Regions from separate parts of the Pan troglodytes genome. Here region 1 is linked to region 2. Evidence: chromatin contacts called from public Hi-C data. All regions are on one chromosome and are shown on one strand. Each heading gives the region's core, a stretch centred on a gene start, on an enhancer-like site or on the middle of the called end of the contact. The rest is flanking DNA. Distances are from core to core; before and after follow the strand shown.

Region 1 (7,184 bases), core at 3,378-5,877, 39 kb before region 2:
GTAATCCACCACCCTTGCCCTCCCAAAGTGCTGGGATTACAGGTGTGAGGCATCGCGCCTGGCCAAGAATCGAAACCTTAATTTATAAAACCAAACAAGTGTCAGTTGCTTGCTAGGAAATGGACAGACTGGTGAAGCAGTGGTGAGGTCTCTTTACCTCTTTGCAAAATTGGCTCCTGTGCTGGGCTGAGGATGTGGAGTGTGAAGGCCAGAGAGGGAAGGGCTGGAGGACTCTAGGATTCTGCAGGGAACAAAGGTGGGCCAGTGAAACCCCCAGCTTGGGAGGTGGCTGGTAGGGGCAGGAGGAGCTGGCCGAGGGGGAAACTGAAACCCAGAGATCCTTAGACATTGAGCTGGAGGTCATCATATCCAATCCCCTTTGCTCCTGCTGGGGGAACAAGGGTTGGGGCTGTCATGCGTACAGAGGAGAGAATGGAGCAGAGAATGCCTGCTCCAGGAAGGTCCCAGATAAGCACCTAATTAGCAAACTAAGATGCAGGCGAGAGACCTCGAAATGGCCCAATGTATGCAGAGTGCTGAGCAAATGCCAGCCAATTAGCTATTAAATACAGAATAATAATAGTTGAGTACCTACTATGTGCCATATTTTGTGTGCCAAGCCCATTACATACATTCTCTAGGAAGCTGAGGCTACCTGGCCTGCCCAAGGTCACACAGCCAGTAAGAGGCAGCGAGGACTTGAGGCCAATGCCATTCCATGAAGGTGCCGGAGCAGGCAGCAGCTCTGGACACCCAGCCACAGTCTCATCTGCTCTCCTGCAGCCCATGGTCTCCCCAGGGGCTCTGGGAATTAGGGGAGAATTCATGACCGCTCTGGTTGGTGGGTCTCGGGGGTTGTGAACTTGACCTGCAAGGGTATTACGGCACCTAGGTCCTGCTCCCATCCTAAAAATAAAGGGTCAGCTTCTGAAATGGACATTTCCCTGAAGGCCTGTACCTGTTGATTTTGGCCTTCAGGAAAATGTCCATTTAAACCAAGCTGCTTCTGGAATCCTTTGGATTCTGATTCTGGGAGATGAGGCCCTGGGGGCTCATAGGTGTTTCCCCTTGAGGAAGGAGGCTTGTATATGTACGGGGTGCTGCGGGGAGGCAGCCCAGATGGTCCTGAGACTGCAATCATCAGAAAAGCAGTGATGGCAGCAGAATCTGTGTGGCCCAGGGCAGAGCTGGGGCCAACTGTGAGCGGAAGGGGATTGCCCCCAGGGACAGACTTCAGTAAGAGTGGGGGTTTCCAGTGGCCGTAGGTGCTCAGGGTGGATCAGAAGCCTTGGGAGTGGGTGTGCTCCTGCGACTAGGGCTGCACTTGGCGGGGGACCTCCTTTGGTTGTTTACCACATTAGAGACGGATAAATGCTCCTCTCCCTGCTTGGCAAACACAAAGATTGAGGCGGATATAGTCCTGTCCTTGGCAGATATAATCCTGCCAGAAGCTGGGGGTGGGGTGGGAATGCTGGGGTGAGCAGCGTTGCTTCATTGCTTCTGTTGTTTTAGCCTCTCCTCACCATCCCCAGGTACCCGCCCGCATGGACAGCTGTGACTGGGTGATTAAGCTGCAGAAGGCTCAGGTCAGGCGCTGTGGCTCACGCCTGTAATCCCAGCACCTTGGGAAGCCAAGGCAGGCGGATCACCTGCGGTCAGGAGTTCAGGAAAAGCCTGGCCAACATGGTGAAACCTCGTCTCTACTACAAATACAAAAATTAGTCGGGCGTGATGGCGGGTGCCTATAATCCCAGCTACTTGGGAGGCTGAAGCAGGAGAATCACTTGAACCTGGAAGGTGGAGGTCGCAGTGAGCCGAGATTGCACCACTGCAGTCCAGCCTGGGCAACAGAGCGAGACTCTGTCTCAAAAAAAAAAAAAAAGGCTCCACTATCCATGGAAAGACTGTGTGGCCTGGGCCAGGGAGAAGGAACTGCGCTCAGGACTCAGGTCACCTCTCTCTGAGGAAGAGCACTCAAGGACCACCCAAGTCACAGAAGCAGCTTGGTTTACATCTTCAATTTCTAAAGACACAGAGATGGAAAATCTTCTTGCCACTTATAAGAAGGTGGACACAGAACCTGATGATCTTTTCTGTAAATCCACCCAGCACCACATGTGCATAAGTTGGCGTGGCCCTGAGACGGAGGCTTCCTGGTTCAAAAGGCTGGGATGATAAGCCAGGGAGGGGGCAGGAGGGATGGAGGGAGGGGCCGTGCTACACCAGATTGGGGCCCTGAAGATACCCACCCTTTGGGGCTCTATGATGAGCAATTCCTCCTGCTGATCCACCATCCACGCACCCACCCCTCCCTCCACCTCCTCACCCATCCACCCACTTAACCATGCATCTTTTTTCTTTTTCTTTTCTTTTTTTTGAGATGCAGTCTCACTCTATTGCCCAGGCTGGAGTGCAATGGCCCGATCTCGGCTCACTGCAGCCGCTGCCTCCCAGGTTCAAGTGATTCTCCTGCCTCAGCCTCCCGAGTAGCTGGGATTACAGGTGCACACCACCACGCCCAGCTAATTTTTGTATTTTTAGTAGAGATGGGGTTTCTCTATGTTGGCCAGGCTGGTCTCGAACTCCTGACCTCAGGTAAGCCACCCACCTCAACCTCCCAAAGTGCTGGGATTACAGGTGTGGGCCACCACGCCAGGCCTCTTTTTTCTCCTTTTTTGAGGCAGAGTTTCACTCTGTCACCCAGGCTGGAGTACAGTGGCACAATCTCGGCTCACTGCAACCTCCTGGATTCAAGCAATTCTCCTTTCTCAGCTTCCAGAGTAGCTGGGCTTACAGGTGTGTGCCACCACGCTTGGCTAATTTTTGTATTTTTAGTAGAGACAGGATTTCACCATGTTGGCCAGGCTGGTCTCGAACTCCTGAGCTCCCTCTCCCTGACTCCCCTCTCCCTCCACACCGGTTGCAAGTCTGAGCCTCTGGACTTCAAGTTGGGGATCCCACGACCCCTCTTTGGGTTCAGTTAATTTGTTAGAGTGCTCACAGAAGTCAGGGAAACATTTGTGTGTACTGGTCTATTATAAAGGATGTTATAAAACATACAGATGAAGAGATGTTTAGGGCGGGTTATGGGGAAGAGATGCAGAGCTTCCCCTCCCACCTGGGAGCACCATCCTTCAGGACAGCCATGTGTTCAGCTATCTCAGAAGCTGCCCAAACCCAATCCCCTGGGGCCTTTTATGGGGACTTTATTATGCCGGCATGATTGACCTCTGTGTAGAACTGTGAATGGGCAAAAAGGATCTGATCTAATATTACTAGACGAAGCGTGGAACCCCCGCAAGGCCCGTCTGTTCAGATTCTTCTTGGCCTCTCTGTGCAGCATTTCTTACTCCAAGGGATGGAGCAGGACCCCTTCTGAAATGAGGGTCTTATGACAAGGTAGGTCAGGGAATTTCTTTTTTTTTTTTTTTTTTGAGACGGAGTTTTGCTCTTGTTGCCCAGGCTGGAGTGCAATGGTGCGATCTCGGCTCACTGCAATCTCCGCCTCCTGGGTTCCAGAAATTCTCCTGCCTCAGCTTCCCGAGCAGCTGGGATTACAAGCATGCACCACTACGCCTGGCTAATTTTATATTTTTAGTAGAGATGGGGTTTCTCCTTGTTGGTCAGGCTGGTTTCGAAATCCCGACCTCAGGTGATCCGCCTGCCTCGGCCTCCCAAAGTGCTGGGATTACAGGCGTGAGCCACCACGCCCTGCCAGGGAATTTCTTTAAGGAAGAATTTCTTTAAGGAAGAATTTCTCTTGTTGCCCAGGCTGGAGTGCAATGGTGCGATCTCGGCTCACTGCAGCCTCCCAGGTTCAAGCGATTCTCCTGCCTCAGCCTCCCGAGTAGCTGGGATTACAGGTGCGCATCACCGCGCCCTGCTAATTATTTTGTATTTTTAGTAGAGACAGGGTTTCGCCATGTTGGCCAGGCTGGTCTCGAACTCCTGACCTCAAGTGATTCGCCTGCCTCAACCTCCCAAAGTGCTGGGACTACAGGTGTGAGCCACTGTGCCTGGCCAGAATTTCTGTTCTAAGAAAGAAAGGCAGGGGGAGATTCCTACCTCGAGGAGAGAAAGGAGCAGGTAAGGAAGGACAGCCAAAGGTCAGAGAGAGATTCTGTTTTCTGAGGCCTGTTCCTGAGGCCTAAAGCACCCCAACATTATAACAAAAGACTAACAAAGGCTGTGAGAGTTATGAGTTAGAAACCATGGGAAAAACCTATTTTATGTAATAATAGTATCATAGCACCCATCCATCCATCCGACTGTCCATCCATCCCCCTTTTGAGTTAAAACTGACATGATAAGGAGCTCAATCCAGCCAAGAGCTGAGGAAGAATTCCAGGTGGAAGGAACAGCAAGGACATAAGGCATGAGACTAGAATGAGCCTGGTGAATTCAAGGGATAGAGATGTCAGTGTGGCCAGGGGGCAGGTGGCGTGAGACGGGGCTAAGAGGTGGACCAAACCCGATCGTGTGGGGCTGGTTAGCTGAGAGGGGAGTTTGGATTTTGCTGTAAGTGCAAGGAGAAACCTGGAGGATTTAAAGCAGGAGAGTGGAATGTTGTCATTTACATCTTAAAAAGAACCAGTGGTTGGTGGAAAGACTGGGGGCAGGAGTGGAGAAAGGGAGAAAGCTCGGTGGCTTCGGCCCACTCCCCGCTAAGTCTCCAAATTCCTTCCTCCTTCAAGACCCCACCCTGATTCCAGGTGAGATGGGAAGACCCCAGAGCTCCAGGGGACCTGGGTTGTCCTGGAGGGACACTAGCTGGGGATGGGTGGCCAGAAATGGCCAGCGGCTGCTGTGTAGAGAGGGGCCCCGGACCTGGCCATCAAGTTAAACAGGAAGATCCCTGGGCTGGATGAGGCGAGAGCTCTGTGGAAGTCCCCTGAAGGAGGGACGGTCAGCTCATGAGCTGCGGGAGCAGGGGACCCCCCCTCAGGCAGCCTAAACATCCTGGAGACCTGATGGTCATATATATAATTTATTTATTTATTTTAGTTGGGAGTCTTGCTCTGTCGCCCAGGCTGGAATGCAATGGCATCATCTCGGCTCACTGCAACCTCCACCTCCCAGTTTCAAGCAATTCTCCTGCCTCAGCCTCCTGAGTAGCTGGGATTACAGGTGTGAGCCATCGCGCCCAGCCCATAGGTTAACTTTTTAAATTGAAATTAAGGCTGGGCAAGTGGCTCACACCTGTAATCCCAGCCCTGTGGGAGGCCGAGGCGGGTAGATCATGAGGTCAGGAGATCGAGACCACCCTGGCTAACACGGTGAAACCCCGTCTCTACTAAAAATACAAAAAAATTAGTCGGGCATGGTGGCAGGCACCTGTAGTCCCAGCCACTTGGGAGGCTGAGGCAGGAGAATGGCGAGAACCCGGGAGGAGGAGCTTGCAGTGATCCAAGATCGCGCCACTGCACTCCAGCCTGGGTGACAGAGCGAGACTCCATCTCAAAAAAATAAATAAATAAATAAAATAAAATAAAATTAAAAAAAATTCTCACAACCACCCTGGGACGAAGGTGCTGTTAGCTCCCTTTCACAGATGAAGAAACGAGGCTTGAAGCAACCTGTCATGACCACTTAGCTTGTAGGTGACAGAGCCGGGACTGGACATTATCTATCTGTTGCTGAAAGCTCTGTGTTTCCCACACCCCACCAGTACCTGAGGGTCTTCCCGGTCCCTCTGTGTGCTGCTGGGGAGGGCTCGGCAGAGAGGGAAGCAAGAGTTAAAATGGATATTGCCGGGGTGTTGATCTGTTTGTTCTTTGGGAGGAGGACGGCAGAGGACACAGTAGGGGTCTCAGGGATGTCAGGACCAAAGTCTCCCAATAGCAGGAGCCCCGTGGGAAGCTGTGTGCACCACCAGGCTCAGCAGGCATGATGCCTCAGGCCCATGACACCAAAATGTTTTCATTTCTTTTCTTTCTTTCTTTTTTTTTTGAGATGGACTCTTGCTCTGTTGCACAGGCTGGAGTGCAGTGGCACTATCTCAGCTCACTGTAACCTCCGTCTCCTGGGTTCAAGCGATTCTTCCGTCTTAGCCTCCCGAGTACCTTGGACTCCAGGCGCACACCACCACACCAGGCTAGTTTTTGTATTTTTAGTAGAGATGGGGTTTCACCATATTGGTTGGGCTGGTCTTGAACTCCTGACCTCAGGTGATCCACCTGCCTCGGCCTCCCAAAGTGCTAGGATTACAGGCGTGAGCCACTGCGCCCAGCCTAAAATGTTTTAATTTCTTGTACAATCAGAAAAAAATAAACTTTTAGGTTGAAGAGAAAATATATACATATTTTTTGAGACCAAGGTCTTACTCTGTCACCCAGACTGTAGTGCAGTGGTGTGACCATGGCTGACTGCAGCCTTGACCTCCTGGGTTCAGGCGAACCTCCCACCTCAGCCTCTCCCGTAGCTGGGACTACATTTGTGCTCCACCGTGCCAAGCTAATTTAAAAGTATCTTTTGTAGCCAGGCGTGGTGTCTCACACCCGTAATCCTAGCACTTTGGGAGGCTGAGGCAGGCGGATCACCTGAGGTCAGGAGTTTGAGACCAGCCTGGCCAACATGGTGAAATGCTGCCTCTACTAAAAATACAAAAATTAGCTGGGCATGGTCGTGGGTGCCTGTAATCCCAGGTACTTGGGAGGCTGAGGCAGGAGAATCACTTGAACCTGGGAGGTGGAGGTTGCAGTGAACTGAGATCGCGCCATTACACTCCAGCCTGGGCGACAAGAGCAAGACTCCATCTCAAGAAAAAAAAAATTCAGTATAGTATTATAGAATGTCTGTGGACATCTATGGACCAAAGATTCTTTAGCCAGGAGGGAGGCCTTCAGGAATATTATTCCGCCTACCAGCCTTCCAATAACAATTGCTTGGCAAGGTATATTAGTTATCTATCACTGCGTAATAAATTAACCCAAAATGTAGGGACTTAAAATAAGAAACACGTTTCTCATGGTTTCTTTGGGGCAGGAATCCAGGTGGGGTTTAGCTGAGAGCCTCTGGCTCCGGGTCTCAGAAGGCTGCAGTCAGGGTGTCGGCTGCACAAGTTGTCTCCAGGCTGGCGTGGGGTAAGCTCCAATGTCAAGTTCACTCATGTGGCTGTTGGCAGGTCCCGGTCTTCATTGGTGGTTGGCTGGAGACGTCAGTTCCTTGGCACATGGGCCTCTCCA
Region 2 (7,673 bases), core at 1,147-3,646:
CTCCCCGCTTGACATAGTGACACTGATAATAATAGTACCTCCTGGCCGGGCGCGGTGGCTCACACCTGTAATCTCAGCACTTTGGGAGGCCGAGGTGGGCGGATCACAAAGTCAGGAGTTAGAGACCAGCCTGGCCAACATGGTGAAACCCCGTCTTTACTAAAAATACAAAAATTAGTCGGGCGTGGTGGTGCTTACCTGTAATCCCAGCTACTCTGAAGGCTGTGACAGAAGAATTGCTTGAACCTGGGAGGCAGAGGTTGCAGTGAGCTGAGATTGCACCACTGCACTCCAACCTGGGCGACAGAGCGAGATTCCGTCTCAAAAAAAAAAAAAAAACAACAAATAATAATAGGCTGGGCGTGGTGGCTCACGCCTGTAATCCCAGCACTTTAGGAGGCTGAGGTGGGTGGATTACAAGGTCAGGAGATCGAGACCATCCTGGCTAACATGGTAAAACCCCGTTTCTACTAAAAAAATACAAAAAAGTTAGCCGGGCGTGGTGGCAGGTGCCTGTAATCCCAGCTACTCAGGAGGCTGAGGCAGGAGAATGGCGTGAACCCGGGAGGCGGTGCTTGCAGCTGAGATTGCGCCACTGCACTCCAGCCTGGGCGACAGAGTGAGATTCCTTCTCAAAAAAACAAATAATAATAATAATAATAGCACCTCCTGTGCACCAGGCGCACAGCCCTCAAGGGTTTACAAAGTCCTTTCATTTCTATACCTGTCACCTGCTGCCTCAGGGCCCTGGCAGAGAATACTCTTTCTTCTGCAGAGAATACTCTTTTCCCAGATAAGTGAGAGGCTGTTTTCTGCTCGGCTCAAACGTCCCCTCCTCAGGGGCCTACGGGACCAGGGATCTAAACTAAGTTCTTGGCTGGGCGTGGTGGCTCATGCCTGTAATCCCAACACTTTGGGAGGCTGAGGTGGGCAGATCGCCTGAGGTCAGGAGTTCGAGACCAGGCTGGCCCACATGGTGAAACCCTGTCTCTACTAAAAACACAAAAGTCAGCCGGGTGTGGTGGTGTGTGCCTGTAATCCCAGCTACTCGGGAGGCTGAGGCAGGAGAATCACTTGAACCCGGGAGGTGGAGGTTGCGGTAGCTGAAATTATGCCATTGCCTCCAGCCTGGGCAGAAAAAGCGAAAACTCTGTCTCAAAAAACCAAAACACATAAATTAAGTTCTCTCCCACCCCTGCCCCCCAGCACCCTCCCTTCCGTGCTGCTGCTCTGTGCCTCTGGTGACTGCCATGACCTTGTTCAGGGGACCACCTTCCCCCATGACATTAACCTCCGTGAGGGCAGGGATGGTGACTGCGTTGCTCATCGCTGTGTCTAGTGACAGACAGCAGCCTTCCATGGTAGCTGTGATTGTTTTCCTTTGTAGAGAAGCTTAGAGAGACCAAATGCCTTGCCCAAGTCCACACAGCTGGGAAGGGATGGAGCCAGGACTGGGGCCCAGAGGCCTCTTAGATTCCAGTCCGTGGCTCTTTCAAGAAATGCCCACAACTGCGATGCCTGTTTCCTCTGCAGGCCCTGACTCCCTGGAAAAGAGAAAGCATGTCTCACCCCTTTGTCACCCCACGAGGTCCAGCTCGCGCCTCCTCCTTACACACAGTAGGTGCTGTGCCCGTATTTGTTTGGAAGATGTGGGAGGAACAAGCTGCTATATTCAACATGCAAAGCCTGCCTGCCACCCTTGTGGGCCTCTGTCCCTTCACCAGGGACTAAGGACTAATGCCTCGGGCCCAGGGTGGGGGCATTCCAGGGGCCTCCTCACCCTGCTCAGGCAGGCCGGCTGGGCCAGCAGCTGTGGGGTGGCCGGATGCCCCACCCCTGGCGCCTTTAGGCCCTGAGCCCAGGCCGCAGGCTGAGCTGTTGGCTGGCACTGCTCCTTAGTCTTGGGGCAGGAACACCGCAGGGATTTTAAAAATAAAGGGCCTTGAGACAGTGGCCTGGCCCAGGCAGCCACGGGGCGGGGCGGGGGCCAGACAGGGACGGTGGGGGAATGCTGAGCCCGCAGCGGGCTGCAAGGCCGGGGTGGCCTCATTTTCTCCTCCAGAAACACTGCTCTCTTCCAAGAACGCCTCCTCCCGGCCTACTCTAAACATGGATCTCAAATATTTCCTGAGCACCTACTATGTGCCAGGCCTTGGCGGCAGTGGGGTGAATCCTCCACTCTTCCCTGCAACTGTATGGCTCTCCTCAGAGGGGCCCCTCCCTTCTTACCCAACCTCAGGCCACAGACTATTGAGCACCTACTGTGTGCCAGGCGGCTCTGGCCTTTCACTCCTCCGCTCTTTCCCCTTCTGCTCTCACTCCCTCAGGCACCTCCCCTGTCCAGCCCATTTCAGTCCCCTTCTTTCTCCTCTGGCTCAGCTAACAGGAAACGCAGCCGGGGAGGTCAAGAGCCCCCGGCCTCCAGAGCCCAGCGTCTGGACACACAGGGCCTGTCTACATGGTGCGGTGGGGAAAGGGGGGCTTCCTGTTTACGACAATCACAAGTACCCTTGGGTGGTGCTTGGACAGGCCTCCAGGGCAGCCCCTCTAGTGTAGATCTAATCCCTCCCTAGGAGGGGCCCCCGAGTACCCCCACAGGCCCCAGGCAGCTAGCTCAGACCCGGGCCACTAACACCCGCGCCCCCGCCCGCAACACGGGATGGGTAGAGAAGGGAGGAGGAGCGAGGAGTCTTGGGAACAGCCTGGAATGTGGGAGTTGAAGGTCCGCAGGAAGCATCCCGGGCTCCAGGCCCCACTCCAAGTCTGGGTGCCCCGCCCCAGTCCTCTCCTCCCATCCCGGGGCCTCCCCAGCTCTGATGGGGGCGGGGCTGAGGGAGCCAGGAAGGAGGAGACCAGATTCCTTCCCGTCCCGCTGGGGCCGGAGGCTTCAGCTCTGGCTTGACCAGGCTCTGGCGGCCTCAGTCTCTCCATCCCTAGGGCAGGGCGTTGAGCCAGCTCCCGGGTCAGCCCCCATCTGCTGCTGCCTCCCTCTTTTTCGCCCCTGCTGCCTGCACAATCCCAGAGGAGGGGTGAGGACGTCAAGAGGCTGAGACCGGCAGGGGAGACCTCCACGGAGGGGTGGGGCTGGCCAAAGGTGCCCCTGGGGAAGCAAACAACCCTGCCTACCTCCCCCTCCAGGCAGCCCCAGCCGATCGATCCTGTGGTTGCCCAATGGGTATTGACCGAGGGCCTGAGGGTCAGGGTCGCTGGTCCAGAAGAGGCCAGGCAGAGGGAGGCCTGCCCCATCCCCCACACCCTCCCTCACCTAACCCAAAAGGAGGTAGGTGACCCCTGTCCTCGTCTCCCCTCCCGGACCCCAGCCCCTTAGGGCACAACATGGTTGATGCTTGGGGCAGTCATCCCCCAGAGGCCGTGGGGGCACATTGGAGCTAGCTAGCTCAGAGGAGGCAGCCAGGGAGGGCTTCCTGGAGGAAGGAGGCCACCCTCTCAATATAGAAGCCTAAAATTGGGAAAGAGTGTGCCTGGCCCAGGAAACAACCTGGCCAAAGGCATGGCAGTTCTAGAGAAGTGCTAGTGACATGATAGGGTTGGAGAAAGGCACAGGTGAGGGAAGGAGGGGAGGTTTTAGGGAGTGGAGGGCTGTGGTGGAAGGATGAGGTCATTTGTCCCAGTGGACTTTCTGTGGCTCTGGAGCGCCCTCTTTTGCCCCAGGCAGGAAGGCAGAGGGGAGCCTGGTAAAGGAACCACCACAATTTGATGTGGCTATGCAGACTTGGCGAGGGGAAGGGCCTGGGGACTGGGACTGGGACTACAGCCTCTAGTTCCATGAAGCCGCCCTACTGCCCTGGGAAGACCCCAGGTTTTCAGCCTTGTGAGACCCGCTCTGGGTCGGTGCCTCCAGGCGCTTGACTGGGGCACTGGGGCGGCTTGCACAGGCTGTTCTGTGGTGGGGAAGAGAGTCTTGGCTCTTCCAAATTTCCAGCTGTGTAACCTTGGGTGAGTTATGAACGCCCCTGGCCTCAGTTTCCCCCTCTGTAAGATGGAGCTAAAAATAATTGCCCCAGAGAGCTATTGGTGGATGAAATTAATTAATTTATATTTTAGAAAGCACCTGGCACTAGTGTGCGCCCAATTCTAGTTAGGAAGCATTATTATTACTTGAGAGGAAGAGAAAGTTGGCTTTACCCCAAGGACATGTTGACAGGTGGGCGGAAGGTGTTTCACCAGAAGAGTCTTCAAAGAAGGACCTGATACGCAGCCTCTAGGATTCCCAGACTTGCCTGATCCAAGAAACTCCCTGGGGCTGTGGTTCAAAACATCAGCTTCTGGCCGGGCGCGGTGGCTCATGCCTGTAATCCCAGCACTTTGAGAGGCCGACGGTTGGGGGGTGGATCTCCTGAGGTCAGGAGTTTGAGACTAGCCTGGCCAACATGGTGAAACCCTGTCTCTATTAAAAAAAAAAATCCAGATGTGGTGGTGCGCCTGTAGTCCCAGCTACTCGGGAGGCAGAGGCAGGAGAATGGCTTGAACTCGGGAGGTGGAGGTTGCAGGGAGCCCAGATTGCACCAGTGCACTCCAGCCTGGGCGACAGAGCGAGTCTCTGCCTCAAAAACAAAAACAAAAACGAATAAACCCAAAATATCAGCTCCCCTCCTCCAAGTCTCTGACTGGGCAGGTCTGGGTGGGACAGGTCTTGGGATTTATAAGGAGGCCCCAGGCCTGAGCCTTCTACCAGGCAGGTATGGGGAGCATTCCTCTCTGATGACAAGGACTCACCCAAATGGTTTCTCCTTGGGAAGTGAGTCTTTCTTTCCTTCTTTTCTTTCCTTCTTTCCTCCTTCCTCCCTTCCTCCCTCCCTCCCTCCCTCCCTCCCTCCCTCCCTTCCTTCCTTCCTTCCTTCCTTCCTTCTGTCTCTTTCCTTCCTTCCTTTCTTTCTTTCTTTCCTTCTTTTGAGACAAAGTTTCACTCTTGTTGGCTCAGGCTGGAGCGCAATCGTGCTATCTCGGCTCATCGCAACCTCTGCCTCCCGGGTTCAAGTGATTCTCCTGCCTCAGCCTCCCGAGTAGCTGGGATTACAGGTATGCACCACAACGCCCAGCCAGTTTTTTTTTTTTTTTTTTTTTTTTGAGATGGAGTCTCGCTCTCTCTCCCCGTCTGGAGTGCAGTGGTGCAATCTCGGCTCACTGCAAGCTCCACCTCCCGGGTTCATGGCATTCTCCTGCCTCAGCCTCCTGAGTAGCTGGGACTACAGGCATCTGCCACCACGCCTGGCTAATTTTTTGTGTTTTTTTTTAATTTTTTATTTTATTTTATTTTATTTTATTTTTTTGAGATGGAGTTTCGCTCTTGTTGCCCAGGCTGGAGTGCAGTGGTGTGATCTCGGCTCACTGCAACCTCCGCCTCCCAGGTTCAAGCAATTCTCCTGCCTCAGCCTCCCTAGTAGCTGGGATTACAGGCATGTGCCACCACGCCCAGCTAATTTTGTATTTTTAGTAGAGACGGGGTTTCTCCACGTTGGTCAGGCTGGTCTCGAACTCCCAACCTCAGGTGATCCACCCACCTCGGCCTCCCAAAGTGCTGGGATTACAGGCGTGAGCCACCGCGCCTGGCCAATTTCTTTGTATTTTCAGTTGAGACGGGGTTTCTCCATGTTGGTCAGGCTGGTCTGGAACTCCCAACCTTAGGTGATCTGTCCACCTTGGCCTCCCAAAGTGCTGGGATTACAGGCGTGAGCCACCGTGCCCGGCCTGAATCTTTCAAAATACTTTTAAAAACCCTACTGTTTATTGAGCATGTACTGCCCGCCTGGCACTGCTCTGAGCCTCATCCGTGTTGATTCATGTCATCCTCACCACAATCCTATGTTGCAGTAGGTACTAAGATTTGTTCCCATTTCACTGATGGGGAAACTGAGACCTACAGAAGCTAAGAAACTTGCCCAACATCACAAAAACCCTGTGACTTGTGAGGCGTCCACCTGGACATGGGCTCTTACCCACTGGTTTGCAGTTTCCCAACCTGCCTCAGGGTCCTTGAACACTTGATGAAATTCCTCCAGGAGTCTTGGGTAGGAGCTGGGATCCTTACTTTTCACTCTTTTGCCCTCTAAGTTTGTGACGTTTGAATCAAGAAATGGCCGAATGCTTGAGGCCCAGAGTTTGAGACCAGCCTAATGAACACAGTGAGACTCCATCTCTAGGGTGTGGTGGCAGGTACCTGTAATCCCAGCTCCTTGGGAGGCTGAGGCAGGAGAATTGCTTGAAGCTGGGAAGCGGATGTTGCAGTGAGCTGAGATCATGCCATTGCACTCCAGCCTGGGTGACAGAGCGAGACTCCATCTCAAAAAGAAAAAGAAAAGAAAAGAAAAGAAAATGAGCTGGGCATGGTGGTGCTACTCAGGAGGCTGAGGCAGGAGGATCGCCTGAGCCCAGGAGTTTGAGGAGGCTGCAGTGAGCCATGATTGCACCACTGCACTCCAGCCTGGGCCACAGGGCAATTCCTAGTCTCAAAAAAAAAAAAAAAAAAAAAAAAAAAAAGGCCAGTTCTGCTTTAAACCCCACTGGAGAGGCAGAAGACTGGGGTTCAACTTCATAGGCCCTACTTACTTTCTTTGGGGTGGTCTTGGGTAGTTCCCTCACCCTGAACTTTGGTTTCTGTATCTCTAAAATGGGGATACAGTACCTCCCTGGATACCATCCCTGAGTTACCTGAGACTGGGCTTGGGAAAGAGGTTTGCGAATGGTTCAGGCTGTGGGTTCCTGGGACCCAGGGGTGGTAGGCTCAGGGATAGGAGTGTGGACAGTCCAGGAGTTGCTCAAGCTTGTCTAGCCCCCAAAGCTAGGCTCTTTCCTAGCTAGTGTCATCAGTGGCTGGGGAGGTCATGCCGCGATGGCAAAGTTGGGGGTGGCAGGAGTAGTAGGGAAGTCTGGTTGTGAGCCTGCCTTCTCCCATCCACCCCACCTGACACCCAGCACGCCCTGGCTGGCAGTTGCTAGTGATTCACCAGCTTTAAGCCCTAGTTTCATTTGTAATCAGGAAACGGGCCACTAGAGAGCCCGGGGCACTTTCTGGTGAGCCCAGACACCCTCCCAGAAACCTAGTGGGGAGGAGGAAAGCAGAGGGCCTGGTCCCAGAGAATTTGCATAATTTGTTCTTTGAGGAGGGTGAGAAATCCCCAGGGCCCAATTTCCCTGGAAACCATTTGCTCATGAGCTCATTCATTCTCGTTTATTAAACCCCTGTACTGTGCCAGTTACCAGGGACCTAGACAAGTAAAATGAAGTTTTCCGGGGGCTTCTGGGAGGGGAAGACCACCGTGTAATCGGGGTAACCCTTGCACAGCACAGTGAGGGATGTGTTTACAAAATTTGGAATCCACGGAGGAGAGGGTGGTGCATTCGGGCTTGGTGTGGGTAAGGGGAGGTTTAGCAATTCTGAGGCTCCTACCAGGAGGGTTGACAGTGCAGGCTGGGTTTGGCTCCTTCTGCCACTTCTTCTTCTTTTTTTTTTTTTTGAGATAGAGTCTTGCTCTGTCGCCCAGGCTGGAGTGCAGTGGCACGATCTTGGCTCACTGCAAGCTCCGCCTCCCGGGTTCACGCCATTCTCCTGCCTCAGCCTCCCGAGTAGCTGGGACTACAGGCGCCTGCCACCACGCCTGGCTAATTTTTTGAATTTTTAGTAGAGATGGGGTTTCACCGTGTGAGCCAGGATG

What was found. Hi-C and Micro-C count contacts between places; a contact is called where the count stands out from the background.
Region 1: a contact with region 2 is called in a Hi-C map of induced pluripotent stem cells, with 3 times the contacts expected there. The contact joins the promoter of LGALS2 here to the enhancer-like site in region 2. A contact is called at or near these places in 3 of 7 Hi-C or Micro-C datasets (blood, induced pluripotent stem cells and stem cell-derived neural progenitor cells) and 1 of 1 other capture datasets (stem cell-derived neural stem cells).

What each region holds. Positions count from the first base shown.
Region 1 is chr23:39,596,161-39,603,344 of NHGRI_mPanTro3-v2.0_pri, reverse strand. It overlaps LGALS2 (galectin 2), which reads left to right and starts at 4,627. Exons shown (of 5, transcript XM_009438352.3): 1 at 4,627-4,712.
Region 2 is chr23:39,554,479-39,562,151 of NHGRI_mPanTro3-v2.0_pri, reverse strand. No RefSeq gene overlaps it. Among named protein-coding and RNA genes, the nearest start is that of CDC42EP1, 15 kb to the left of the region's middle. Within about 2 kb of position 2,396, at least 14 of the 24 cell types and tissues checked have an H3K27ac peak or open chromatin away from gene starts, as enhancers often do. A contact at or near this core is called in induced pluripotent stem cells, stem cell-derived neural progenitor cells and stem cell-derived neural stem cells, where this site is marked.